Linked DNA regions of Mus musculus: region 2 is linked to region 1. The links are chromatin contacts, called in public HiChIP or PLAC-seq maps. All regions are on one chromosome and are shown on one strand. The core of a region is the stretch at or near the end of the contact, and the rest is flanking DNA. Distances in the headings are between cores, read along the strand shown. Region 1 has its middle 94 kb from the start of Gm32240. Region 2 overlaps Fggy (FGGY carbohydrate kinase domain containing).

Region 1 (6,994 bases), core at 3,708-6,207:
TCCTTCCCATGGCTGCCCTGGGACAGAATCTTCACAAGTAACTGTTTGGCTTACTTCATTTCCCTTATGACTCTGCCCACTTAAAAACTACAGAATCAGAGACATCTCTTCTGATCACTTTCTGCACAAATTACAACCTCATGTCTCCACTTCTTATGTGTGTGCACAAGTGTCTTAGCCACTATTCTATTGCTGTGAAGGAACATTATAACCAAGGTAACTATTATAAGAGGAAGCATTTAACTGGGGCTGGCTTACAGTTTCAGAGGTTTAAGTCCATTATCAAAATGGCAGGAAGCATGGCAACATAAAGGCAGATGCTGAAGCAGTAGTTGGGAATTACATCCTGCACTGTAGGGAGACAAGGGAAGAAGGGAGAGAGGGAGAGAAGGAGAGAGGGAAAGGGGGAGAGTGGGAGAGGGGGAGAGTGGGAGAGGGAGAGAGGGAGAGAGGGAGGGAGAGGGAGGGAAAGGAGAAAGGAGAGGGAGGGAGAGGAGAGAGAAGAGAGGGGGAGGGAGGGGGAGAGAGCGGGATGGGGAGGGAAAGGGAGGGAGAGGAGAAGGGAGAGGGAGGGAGAGGAGGAAGGAGAGAGAGGGAGGGAGGGGAGAGGGGGAGGGAGAGGGAGGGGGAGGAGAGGGAGAGGTTGTACACATATCTGCACAAACATGTAAAGACCAGAGGCTGTTACCAGGTATCTTCCTCAATTATTCTGCATGTCATTTTCCGAGACAAGGCCTCTTACCAAACTTGGAGCCTACTGATTTAACTAGAGTATTTAGTGAGTGAGGTTCAGGGATCCTTCTGTCTCTGCCTCCTCATTGCTGGGATCGCAGGTTCATACACCACCCCTGGCTTTTTTCATATGAATTCTGGAGATCCAATCTCAAATCTGTCTCTCTCTCTCTCTCTCTCTCTCTCTCTCTCTCTCTCTGTGTGTGTGTGTGTGTGTGTGTGCGTGTGCGCGTGCGCTCGTGCCCACAGAACCATGCTGTCCACACAACCCAGATCCTCAGAACTGATTGTAGCCCTGAAAGGCATTGGAGCTCTGGATCTCGATGACCGTTGACTCTAGCATGTGACTGGGGTTAGAATGGCTTCCTGCTTAGCTGACCTGCATTACCAGCAGCCCAGATTCAAGCCACGCAAAGAAGAAACAACTGCTGCATGCGCACACACATGTAAGTGTGTGCAAATAGATGCCATAGGACAGCTTCTTGTATTATTGCTCAAGGGCTGTCTATCCTTTATAGGCCTTTTGTTCATTTCTTGTTTGAAAGAGTGTTTCTCACTAGTCTGGAACTCATCAAGTAGGCTATGCTGCCCGGGATTCTCCTGTCCTTGCCTTTCTAGCGCGGGCATTGTATACACCACTGGGGTATGTACCATTATGCCTGGCTCTTTGTACATGGGTAATTGGGGTTGAACTCTGCTCTCCATGCTTACAGAGTGCAAGCACTTAAATGAGTTATCTCCCAGTCTTCAGCTCCTCACGTGAAATGTTTTCTTCATGATTTGCCAACAATTGATATGTATATTCAGTTTTTTATTTATTTGCTATCCAACTCCAATAATCTAATGGCACAATTTTCTTCTTCCAATAGCTAGTAGGTGTTTTATAACCATTCAGTGAATGGTTGAACAAGACATAAATGGAAAACAGGGGGTGGGGACTACATATTTTGTCACAGGCTCTGTGCTCAGTCTTAGGTATATACAACCTATGATATAGAAGTGCAGTGGCTAAAGGATGGAATGGACATTCATTTTGAAGCTCTGGCTCCTGATGTTGTGCATACGGCAGGCACTCTTTAAGGCCTCCTGAGCCCCATTCTGGATGCCTTTGGAAGCATCATCTTGTGGATGTTGCTAGAGCAGGCTATTAGCCCTCTGCTTTGTGATGCTGAGTTGTATCTAACACATGTCCCTGGGGCTGCCCAGGAGGCAAGACATGCCCCATGTAACTGTGATCTCACCTGAGGCATCCTGCTAACTGTGGAAGACAAAGCAGATTGAACACATGCAAGAAGCCAGTTTACCAAGGAGCTCAGACATATACTGCTGGGAGAAACTGCTAGACACAGGGCACAGGTGGTGGGGGGTCAGGCTATGAAGAAGTGATCAAAACTTGTACAAGTCAAGGGTCTGTCTTAAATACCAGTCAAGAACAAAGTAAATTTTAGCACAAATTTGTCCACATATTTAGATTTCAAAACTTTTTTGGGGGGTAGGGTTTGGGGTAATTTATACAATATTGTTGAGGTCAGACAATCTTCTGTGATCTTCTAGATCCCTGTAACCTGGAAAAACAAACCAACAATCTTCTTAGACCCAGGTTATATGATGTCAGGAAGGAAGGTGAGGTTTACATGTATTGATCCAAGTAATCACTTTTTGAGTTTTCTCCAGTGAGTTCAGAAGATAGGAGATGAGAGCAGGGACCAGCGTGAGGACCACTGAAGAGCTTTAGAAACAGAACCTAGGGCATGACTGCCCCTGTCATCCCAGGGTATTCTGCTCCTGCCCTTATTTTCCAGGTTCCCTCTGGGGAGACGTTGGAGGAGTTGGGCCACTCTGTACTATGCTTGGGTATACGCTGGAAACTGAGCCTAGACTCATTTGCGTGTGAAGCAAGATCTGCTACCAAAGCTTTATTTCTAGCCCTCCTTTAAGTTTTTAAGTTTTGAAATAGGGTTTCAGAAAAGTATTCTAGCTAGTTGAAATTCACTCTGTTCACAAAGCAAGTCTGGAACTTGCAATCCTCTTGCCTTGGTCTAAGCAGCAAGACTTAGGTTAGCAAGGTTATTTGTCAGGCCTGGCCATTCCTGTTTTGAAACTGACTCCATGAAGCTTTCTGTGTCAATCTTATGCCCCAGGTAGACAAAGCAATAATCACATCAGTGAGTATTCCGGAGGGGAAGCTCGGCTCCTGCCCTTAGATGTGGATTTCTAGATAAAATATAAGAAACCCAGTTAAACCCAAAGTTCAAATAAGCATTGAAAAAAAACAGAAGAAATGACATTATGCTGCCTCCCAGGAGCCCACAGAACCATGCTGTCCACACAACCCAGATCCTCAGAACTGTTTGTAGCCCTGAAAGGCATTGGCGCTCTGGATCGCGATGACCGTTGACTCTAGCATGTGACTGGGGTTAGAATGACTGCCTGCATTACCAGCAGCCCAGATTCAAGCCACGCAAAGAAGAAACAACTGCTGCTTTTTGATGAACCTGATAACCCAGCTAAAAGATGAACCTAACCATGAAATTCTCTAAATGTGATCGGAAGGACTTAGAAACTTTGGGAGCACCCTGAAGTGTGTGCTTAGCTGCTTTCAGCAACTCTCAGATGTACACCAGACCCTTCATTTTGGGTCTCTTGGCCCCAATCTCTTAAACATGCTGCTGCTTTCTACATGCCCTTTGATTTGCATACTGTCTTCTACTACTCTCCCCAAGTTCCTCCCTTAGCTGGTCACCTGACATTTAAGCATTGAAACTCCACTGACCAATACCTCTACTACAAGCTTCCTAGGGCATCTCCTCCACCTGCATGGAGGGGGTTGGGTATTTGATAACAGACACACATCTGCTGCTTTCAAACTACTTCTTTTTGCTGTTCACCTACTTTTCACCTATATGAAGATCTTCTGGGGGATAAGTCATGCCCTGCTCATCCTCTCCAGCCTCATCTTTTCTAAGACAGTAGCGCCGGAGGAGCAGTAGTACCAACTTTGGTAGAAACACACTCTCAGGCCCTGCCCAGAACCACTGATGGGGAAACCCTAGCAATTGGGTCAGAAAGCTCTACCCAGTCCTGTTGCAGCCTGAGAACTGCAGGCCTGTAAGTCTCCCACAGATCTGTCCTGAGGTGCTGAGATAGCTTTCAACACAGCTTTGTTGGATTTTTCTAGCTGCCTTTCACTCTACTGCAGAATTATCTTTTTATATCATGCAAGAGTTCTGCTTTGAAGCCTCCAGTGGCTTCCTCTTGCACGTAGAATTCAGTTCAGCTCCTCCGGTGCCCTATAAGTCCCTCCATGATCTGGTACCCGTAGCTACCCTCCATCCATTCTCAGCTTTCTGGATTGTTTTGGCTTCTTGGACCCTCATCACTCCTCCCTCAACTCAAACCATGTACTAGGGCAAGTGGACAAGTTGACCTGAACCACTTATCCAATTCTTGAGGAAAAGTGGTCAGGGGGAAAGACAAATACGCACAAGTAATCTGGTAGTTTCTAAAAATCAAGGCAATTGAAATAGCAGTGGTGAGTTTCCCTTGGGGGCCTTCCATCTGCAGTCATTACAAACTTTGTTCCTAAAGGTCAAAGGTGTGGGTTTTTCTTTTTAAACCTTTGCTCTCTAGGTTTCTCATCACCCAAACCCATGTCTCCTTTGTTGGCTTGAGATCATGTCCACCTTGTGGGGATGATAGGAGGAACAGATAGTATACAGAAAGCTCCCATAGTCCGCAGGGGACTTGTTCTAAGATGCTACAATGCCTAAAAGTACAGACAGCATGGAAGTATGGGTGTGCAAGGTTTTCCCACACAGACACACCCACAATAAGGTTCAGCTTTCAAATTAGGCCCAGTAAAAGATGAACAATTACAGATAGAACAGAACAATTATAACAGCAGGCTGCTGCCAATGTAGGAAGTGTTTCTAAGTCCTCTGTTTAGTGTTTTCAGATGGAGGCTGACTGCAGGTTCCTCAGCACCCAGGGAATAACCCCAGTGTTTGAGCCAAGGCATCGGATGGGAAGCGTGCCCCTGACAGGCCAGACTCCACAGTACCACACTCACTAACCTCTGAGGCAGCTGGAAATCTGGATACTGTGAGGAGCAGCAGTGTGAAACTAAGTACATCCTAAAAGCTCTGAAGCCTTGGGGGAAGACAGGGTTGGGCCAAAAGAGAAAGGAAAGTGCCCCTACTGCTGAGAAATCTCCCTCAGGGGGTGTCCAGCGAAAGCGAAAGTGGAACCCCTGCCAGTCAGATTTACCAGAAGGGCAGTGGGGCTTATAGAAGCCTTTCAGAAAAAGCAACAGCTGAGCAGGAAACCAGGCAGTTTCTGAGAAACCAGGAACTTCAGGCTAGAGTCTGGCAACTCTTGTTTACAAACCCCAGGACCACCTGCACCCAGATGTGTTAGCCACAGAGTGGGTCATGGTGCTCTGGGAACAGTATTCTGAAGCAAGGAAACTGGAGCAAAAGCCAGGGTCACTTCTTCAGGACCCAGGACTCCCAAATTTTGGAAAAAAACAGCATAGTTGTGGCTGCTGGGAGAGGATGGGAGACAACTGGACCTGAGTGAGTGGAGCCTTCAGTCAGTTCTCATTCAAGAATAGATCTATTTATTTACTTAATTTATACAAACCTGCTATAATAAAATGAATAATGGATGCTCACTGAGTGTCAAGTACAAGTCAGGGCAGCATGCTAACTACTTCAGCATACTCAGAGCAAGTGCCCGAGGTCCCACTCTTATTTGTACTTGCAGATTGGGAAACTGAGGCTCAGAGTGATAACCAAGTCACATCCCAGCTAATTCACAGAACTAGGACTTGTCTACTAATTGGTGCTGTGCTCATAGTCATTATGTCTAATGAGGCTCAAGTGTAATTGCCTGTGCTGAAGTCAGAGGTTGGCACAGAGAGCAGTGATCATTTATTAACCTCTAGATCTGCAGTGCCTGGGTCCCAGCCCAGCATGTGATAGCTGCTTCCTAATGTGAGCAACTCATGAGCAAAAACAGAAGACTCAAGAAACTACAGACCCAGTCTAACTTCCTGGACCCAGAGTACCAGGGAACAGAAAAAAATGTGGATGTAGAGGGCCTTGAAGGATATCCTACACCTACCTAAGGACTACAGAGAAGATTTCAGCAAGGTGAAGTTGGCAGCAGGCATCCCAATGAGGAAAGAATCTGTGGTCATATTGTCAGGAATGCTTCGAGTGTTCTCATCGATTTGACATAGCAAAGAGGGATGGAGTAAATCAATGATGATGAAGGAGAGAGAAGGAGCAACAAGATCTGGGTCTTAGGAACCTGGGGAGAGGGTACCCTTCTGAAATCACCAAGGACCACTGAAGACAGTAGAGCAGGAACATGACTGAGGGGGACTTGCCTCGAGGGGCAATTCATTGTCCTAACTATAGTGTAGTGACTTATTTGAGGAAGAAAGGGCTAGAGATGGGGGAGCCCCTTGGGAACAAGGATGAAGGTTTGAACAGGTAGAATCCATCCTCCTGGAAGAAGATGAAGACATATTGGACCTGCAGGTGCGACAAGGCCTAAACTTGTTCCCCACTTGTCTTTCAAGGCAAGTATAGAGCTGGGATGACTACTGGTCAGCCAACAAGGCAAACTCAATGTTAAAGGTGAGAGTATGTTCACAGGGTCTCGGGGAGCATTCTGCTTGGGTTTCTCTTAGGGAAGAGAAGGTTGGTGCTTAAAACTTTAAAAGAGACAAATCCTTAAAGGGCAAAGACTGTCTGACCATACAGGACCAAGTAAGACAGAAGGGAAATAAAGAGGTCAGAAACTAGGGAGCTGTGTTCATCCTTACAATGCCAGGGATACTGCCTAGAGATGAGGAAGGTACAGGGCAACAAATAGGAGGGAAAAGAGCTGGTTCTTCCTTTATTTATGTATTGATTGGTTGGATGCTAATATTGAATACTGTGCTGGTCAGTCATCTGAAGAGGAAATTTCAATTAAGGAAATGCTTTCATGAGAGGGGCTATAGGCAAGCCTGTTAAGGTTTTTTTCTTAATTAGTGGCTGATCAGAGAGATTCTAACCCATTGTGGGTGGTGCTGTGCCTGGGCTGGTGATCCTGGGTTCGATAAGAAAGTAGGCTGAGCAAGCCATGAAAGCAAGCTAGAAAGCAGCTCCCATTCATGGCCTCTACACCAGCTCCTGTCTCCAAGTTTCCACCCTGTTTGAGTTCCTGTCTTGGCTTCATTTGATAATGTACAGTAATGCAGAAGTGTAAG
Region 2 (6,611 bases), core at 29-2,528, 540 kb after region 1:
GCATCTTTGTGATGGGCATAGGGAGTAGGGGACAGTGGCAAACTGGCATCTGGGAAGAGTCCAGAGCTCCAGGAAAAGCTCTCTGGGAGGACACCTTGCAGGGGTATAAATAAACCCTGACCTAGCTTCAAGTCTCCCTGTGCTAGTACCTTCAACATTCTAGTATCTTCTCCCCAAGTGTCTCCTGGAGACTGTTGCGCCCTCCTGTACCCATTGCTCGGTACCCAGACACCAGGTATAAGCACAGGATAAGGCTCCCCTTGTGGTGGTAGTTGGCGGGGGGCATAGATGTCTGTCATGAGCCCACCTTACCCTGGGCTCCATTCCGTATGAACCCACCCATTGTGTTTCTTCCATAGCGAGTAGGTTGGTGTCTGAGCTCAGACTGACTCATGAGATCATTCCTGCTCCAGGCCATGCAGATACGGGGCCTTTATCCAAGTGATAGGCTCATTCCCTGCATATAAGGTACTAAATAAGGAACTAACTAGAATACCTATTCATATCTTACAGAGAAGTAGACCAAGGCACAATTTGGGGGCTCACCTAGAAAAGCATGTTGTGTTAAAGATCGATTAGGATGTGGGGAAGCATGGACTTTGCCCCCCTCAGCCAAGTGCCTAGTCTGTTGGTAGGAATCATACTGCAATCATTAATTCTCCCTAACTGCTGAAATTAGAAAGTAGACTGCATTGTAGTCAAACAAAGAAGGAAGAAGGACAGGAGAGGTACATTCAATTGGCTTCCCTAAATCAGGCAGCCACATAATATTGGGATTGGGATTGGGCCATTGAGCCAGGTTTCTGGACCTTTCCTTTATTGCTCTCCGATGATGCCAGCCCTGTTCCAAGGTTTGTAAACCTGCAGAAGTGGACCACAAAGAGTGGAGTAGACAGAAATGAAAGTAAGATCAGCTGGATGGCTCAGCTAAGACACAGGCCTGAAGTCTGCTCTGTGATTCCCCACTTCTTAGCTTTTAGTTACCCAAAGCCACATCCCACCTGGATGGAAGCAGGTTAAAAGCCAGCTTCAGTACAGGGAATGGGGAAAAGAGGACCCTTGAGCAGGGTAGCCAGAGGTGACCTGGGAACAGCCTGGGCAGGCACGACAGCTCAGGGTTTTGTGAAAATGGGCCATCCTCTAGTCATGTGTCCCTGAGCGTCAAAAAAGCCAGGGAATGCCACTTTGCTGCAAGCTCTGCATTGGGAACTGTTGTTCTCTGGGCTGCTGAATGGAAGGCTGTTAGTGGCTGTTTGGGTTCAGGCAGAAATTGGACCCTTTGTCTCTAACTACTGGCTAGTTACAGTTGTGGACAAAGAGACCTTTTCTTGGCCTGAAATTCCTCTACTCATGACTGACAAAGGATGGCACAGTGCATCTGCCTTCAAATGCTTTGGCTTCTGCTAAACTCATTAATGCATCCGATAAAATAGCTGACATTCCAGGCAAAGCCTCCCTCTTCCTGCCTTTACCCAGGGCTCAGAGAAAGGAATGCACTTGAGTCTGTTCTGTAAAGAAGCCTGGGGAAAGGTGAGGCCCTGGTACCTTTAAGCACTACAATTGCGCTGCTTTCCCTGTCCAGAACAATGTAGAGCAAAACACAGCATAGTATGAAATCCTCAGACATCCGCATGAAAAATTGCAGAGCCGAGTAGTGGAAAGATCAGCAGGCCAGCTGTCTGACGTAGAGGAAGTCACTTTACTTGTGAGAGCCTGGGGTCCCTCTTCTGAAAAAAACCACAACGTTGTTGTCTACCTCATGTAGACCACTCTGGGGAATTGAGTTCTAGGTTCTTGGAGCTCATAGGGAGTGATCCTAGCCTGTTGCTTCACTTCCTCCCTCCAGGCAGCCCTATGCCCCAAAAGGAGAAGGCATGGTGGAGAAAAAGAGTTTAAGATTTTATAAGCAATTTTGGCCAGGTTAGGAAAAGCAGGCTTTATTAAGGCAGGAAATATGGGCTGTACCACCTTGGGAAATGACTTGGGCACCAGAGGCACTTCCTGTACCCTGGCCATGGACTTAACTGTGATTTCCAAAAACAGTCTGCATGCGTGTACCAAGTAACTGTAACCGTCCTGCAGACTTGGGACTAAATGTTCAGTCTTGTAAATTGTGCTTTTTTAGGGCTGGCAGTTTCTCTAGGGTTTCCTTCTTCCTGTCTCACTATTCTGACTTTTAGTTCTTTACCCCCCAACACCCCTCCTCCCGCCAACACTCACAAGCACCCCCTGGGTACACAGGCTGTCAAGTACTTGGCTTGAGGATACAAAGAACAAGATGTCTCCAAGAAGTCCATTACCAAACAGCAAAGTTTCCATTGTCTTCTGACCAGTGTGCAGAAGAATATAATAGAGACCCGGAGATCAGAGGTGACAGGCCAGGCAGGAAAGGTAAGCTTACTTAAACTTGGCCAACTTGAATAAAGGGTTTATTTACAGAGGTAAGGAAAACCTAGGCAGCCAGGAAGACCCCCATAGCTGCTAACCTATTTCTATTCCCTAGGCTTAGGGATGAGGAACTGGAGGGACCCAGCCCAAGATAGGAGCTTAGTTCAGTTTTAACCAGAGGGCACTTTGCAAATGAGAAAACAGAGGTAAGAAATGGTTAAACAACCTGTCTAATATTGCACAGCTGTGTCAGCAAGGAAGCCAGAATTCAAACTCTGGCAAGCCAATTCAAGAGTGAGAGCTAATGAGGAGCTACTAGGGGGTTCCCCTGGCCTCTACTGTCTAAGGGAGCAGCCTAGGACTCATTCCTTCCTACTCAGAAATTGTGAAGTTGTGGGTCTATTGTGAAGAGCTGAAGATGAACAATGTTTGGAAGAGTGTCTTAAAACAAAACAAAACAAAACAAACAAACAAAAAAACCCAGTTCTCTATCAATAGGAGGCCTGAGTGGTAACAGATTTACACAGCGTGTAGTATGATTTCTGGCTGAGCCACCAGTACCTTTCTTTGTGGCCTGGTATCTGTCTTTTTCCTTCCTCGAAGCTCTGCTCTCCAGCTCCCATGACATCCATACAGAGCCTTTGTTCTTGGCCATGTTGAGTCTAACAGTAACAGCCACCATGTCCCCAGGGCTTCACACAGAATGCAAACATGGGAGCTCCACCTGAGTGCGCTGTCACCAGCCCACACAGTGCACCTGTGCAGTGAGCCTGGTCCCTATTTGATTTCTGTTTCCTGGCTGTCTGTAAGGGGGTGGGAGCTGACCTGACCTGGAGGAGCTAGGTAAGTTAGCAAATGAGCCTCCTTAGAAGAGGAGGGAAGGGAACTGTGGCCTTTGTCTAAAGGAACCATTTCATCTGTAGAACTTTCCAAGTAGGATCCCTATCTTCAAATGTTTATTTAAGTTTCATGTCCACTGTGTCATCCACTGGCCCGGAGGTTACCAGGGCTGAAGGCATTAAAGAGATGGGGAAGGACTCCAAAAGAAAGAAAGCAGGGAGGAAGCCAGGCCTGAGCCTCTCTCAGATCTGTCACTTTTCCTGGTGGCTTAGTAGCACAGTGAGAAGCAGGTTCTGTTATAATTCTTCAAGTCCTCTAAGATGTCAGAAGGATTCTGTTTACCAACTGTCTGTGTAGGGGGATGGCTAGAGCTGACCTGAACTGGAGGAGATAGGTAAGATACTAAGTGGGCTTCCCTAGAGAGGCAAGAAGAGGGCTGTAGCCTTTGTCTAAAGGAAGCCTTTCTGCTGCAGACCTTTCCTCTGTGGCATTTCCCGTCATCTATTGATTAGAAAATCATGTCATCCTGTGAAAGTAGGTGGAATTTTATCCCCATCCTTCAGATCAGGAAACTGAGGTACAGAGGGGTGGAGATCCTAACTTAGGATCACACTGTGAACTGAGTGAAGAAGCAGAGGTGTAAATCACGTAAGGAACCAGAACTGCCTGTGAAATCCACATGGATCTTCAACCTTGGCACTTGTCATGTAGGCGGATTCTTTGCGCCTGGTGGATACCTACTTACCTTCGCATGACATTTCAGTCACATGACTGTTTCAGTCCCATGTTACTGTCAACCGCTGGCTCAGAGACTCATTCTCTCACCAGTTAATTGATGGCTTGGACCCTGCTCTAAGTGTCAGAGACATGGTGGTAGACAGAATGGAGCCCCTAGCCTCATGTAATGTCAGTTGCAGGGCAAGGTGCAGGACTAAGTAAGGAAACCACATGGTAGAAAAGGGGGTGGGGGATATAGGAGCACAGAAGGAGCAATGAAGTTGTCTCATCGTTCTAAACACAGTGACCAAGGAAAGCTAGGGTTGCATTTGTACTGTGGTGAAGAGCCAGTTACATGGACATCTGGAAGAGCTCTGAAACCAACTCAAGAAATCACAAGGAAAGTAGGTTCATGTGGTGGCTAGGAAAAAGAGAAGCCAGATGGTAAGGGTCTTACCAGACTATCTAAGGATTATGGCTTGTACTGGAGATGAGTCAGAGAACCAGCCCTTCCATGGCCTGTATCCATCAGCCCATCTGAGACTGGATTAGCAGGGAACAGCCTTTCATTTCAGCCTTTACTGGGCCCAGCAAAACATGTGATAAAGTTAGAGGTAAACCAGGAACCTGGGTGCCAAAGCCTTACAAGTTGATAGGTATGGTATTGGCCACCTTGAGGCTTGTGGCTGGTACACTGGCCATCACAAGGCAGAGAAATCTCCCAAAACCCAAATCCCAAGGACTGGGGACTTCGGGGAGGTATAAAGTACTGCTGCTTTGACATCAGCGGGTTTGCCTCCAGAGGTGTTTGCTGGCTCCTCACAGCCCTGGTTCTACTGTTAACCAAGGTATGACTTTGTCCTGTGCAGGCATGCCTGTGGTCCTGTCACAAGAGGTGGAGTCTGTCCTCGTGGGAGCTGCTATTCTGGGTGCCTGTGCCTCAGGGGACTTCACTTCTGTGCAGGTATGTTAGGATCCATGGGTGGCTGTGGTCCCTGCCCTGTCTGAGGCTGTCTGTCCTCTTGACAGCAGCTCACAGCTTGCAAAACACATACAGGATATAATTAGGGAATGATAGGTTGCAGCCAGAGAATCACAGGCACTCGCCGCCTCTGACGTAGTCACTGTGGCCTCCCTTTGGTTTCACCTCTGTTCATGTGAATTGTTCTGCTTCTCTCTCTTTATAGGAGCTCCTACATTATTTAGCTTCAGTTTCTGCTTGGCCATTTTCCTTTGATCAAGTGAAAGAGTTGATGCTCAAAATATTGGTTTTCCACATGGGCTTCAGTGTTTTATTTGTTTATTTCATCTGCATCACTTTCCAAATACCTTTGAAGCCTGGGCCAACAAGAAACACAAAAGAAAGTGTTGGTGAGGGGAAAAAAAAAAAGAATTAAAAATAAAAAGAAGGAACAAAGTTTAGGAAGCCGGAAACAATTTGGTGGTGGTGATTTGAGTACACGATTTTGCTCTGAGCTTCCTGGCAGCCAAGACAAAAAAAAAAAAAAAAAAAAAAAAAAAAGCATGATAAATTGCATAATTCTTATTTTCAAAAAGAGGAAGCATCCTAGTTTCTGGTAAGAGACAAGCTTTTCCTGATGTGAAATAACAAAAGATGTTGTACATGCTAGAGGTTGTTAAAGGCTCCCAGCATTAAAATGATAACAACAACAAAAATCCTTTTAAAAAATGAGTATAAGGTAGACTATGATGACAGTCAGGCTCTGCAGTTAGACCTTTTGGTCTCAAATGCTGGCCTCCCTACACGCAAACTCTGAGGACTCAACCATCTCCTCTGCACTTGTACTTCCCTAACTCTAACAGTGGCCAGTAGCTGGCTTGTAAATTCTCCTATGGCTCGGTTGAGCGTATATAGTCCCCACCACAGCTCTCGTATCCCCATTTTAGAAATGGGGAAGTTAGGCAATCTTCCTCTCCTCTTGTATCTTTTCTCTTTCTTTTCTTTTCTTTTCTTTTCTTTTCTTTTCTTTTCTTTTCTTTTTTCTTTTCTTTTCTTTTCTTTTTTTTTTTTTTTTTTTTTTTTTTTTTGTGAGATCTGATGCTTGGAGCTTTGGTAGTCCTCTTGGGCTGATGAGGTTTGTAGAGCAGATATTAGACACTGTAGAACACATCCTTGGTTGCTGAGCCAATCCTGGAAGCAGAGTACTAGCTCTTGGCCAAGCTCATGAAACAGCCAGTATAGAGCTGGAAGAAAGTCAGACCCCCAGCTACCAGCTGAGAACCAGGCACTTCAACCACTTGCCCGCATGCCCCAGTGTTAAGTGACAAACCAGGTGTTCTAACAGTACCCCAATAATTAGAATTCAATTTGCTGTGACTGCCTAGTGTGGCAGACCCTGTGCTAAGTTCTTTAGTATAGCTCTCCTAATGCATATAATACCCTTTCATGGCCTGTAAGAGAGACCCAGAAAACTTACAAACACAGACCATTAGAAACTTCCAGTGGCAGAAGCCCATTTCCAGTTTAAGAATGGAGCTGGGCATGTGGCTTGGTGCTTAAAGCACTTCACAGCTCTTCCAGAGGACCTGCATCCAATTTCCAGTACATTAGGTGGTTCATCTGTGGAGTTATCATCTGTAACTCCGGTACCAGGGAGTCTACTGCCCTCTCTGGCTTCTGGGAGTACCTGAACAGGGGTGGTGCC

The links. HiChIP or PLAC-seq counts read pairs in DNA pulled down with a chosen protein or histone mark.
Region 2: an H3K4me3 HiChIP or PLAC-seq map of the 230-238 cell line shows a contact between it and region 1, with 15 read pairs. The contact joins two enhancer-like sites. A contact is called at or near these places in 4 of 484 Hi-C or Micro-C datasets (the HPC-7 cell line, LSK cells, bone marrow-derived macrophages and 1 more), 5 of 115 datasets of contacts at active chromatin or transcription factors (the 230-238 cell line, DN3 thymocytes, acute myeloid leukemia and 2 more) and 4 of 9 other capture datasets (embryonic stem cells, embryonic tail, embryonic trunk and 1 more).

What each region holds. Positions count from the first base shown.
Region 1 is chr4:95,298,559-95,305,552 of GRCm38.p6, forward strand. No RefSeq gene overlaps it. Among named protein-coding and RNA genes, the nearest start is that of Gm32240, 94 kb to the left of the region's middle. Within about 2 kb of position 4,958, at least 135 of the 459 cell types and tissues checked have an H3K27ac peak or open chromatin away from gene starts, as enhancers often do. A contact at or near this core is called in the 230-238 cell line, DN3 thymocytes and bone marrow-derived macrophages, where this site is marked.
Region 2 is chr4:95,844,768-95,851,378 of GRCm38.p6, forward strand. Fggy (FGGY carbohydrate kinase domain containing) reads left to right here. Exons shown (of 16, transcript NM_001113412.1): 14 at 4,815-4,909. Among named protein-coding and RNA genes, the nearest start is that of Hook1, 120 kb to the right of the region's middle. Within about 2 kb of position 1,279, at least 111 of the 459 cell types and tissues checked have an H3K27ac peak or open chromatin away from gene starts, as enhancers often do. A contact at or near this core is called in the 230-238 cell line, DN3 thymocytes and bone marrow-derived macrophages, where this site is marked.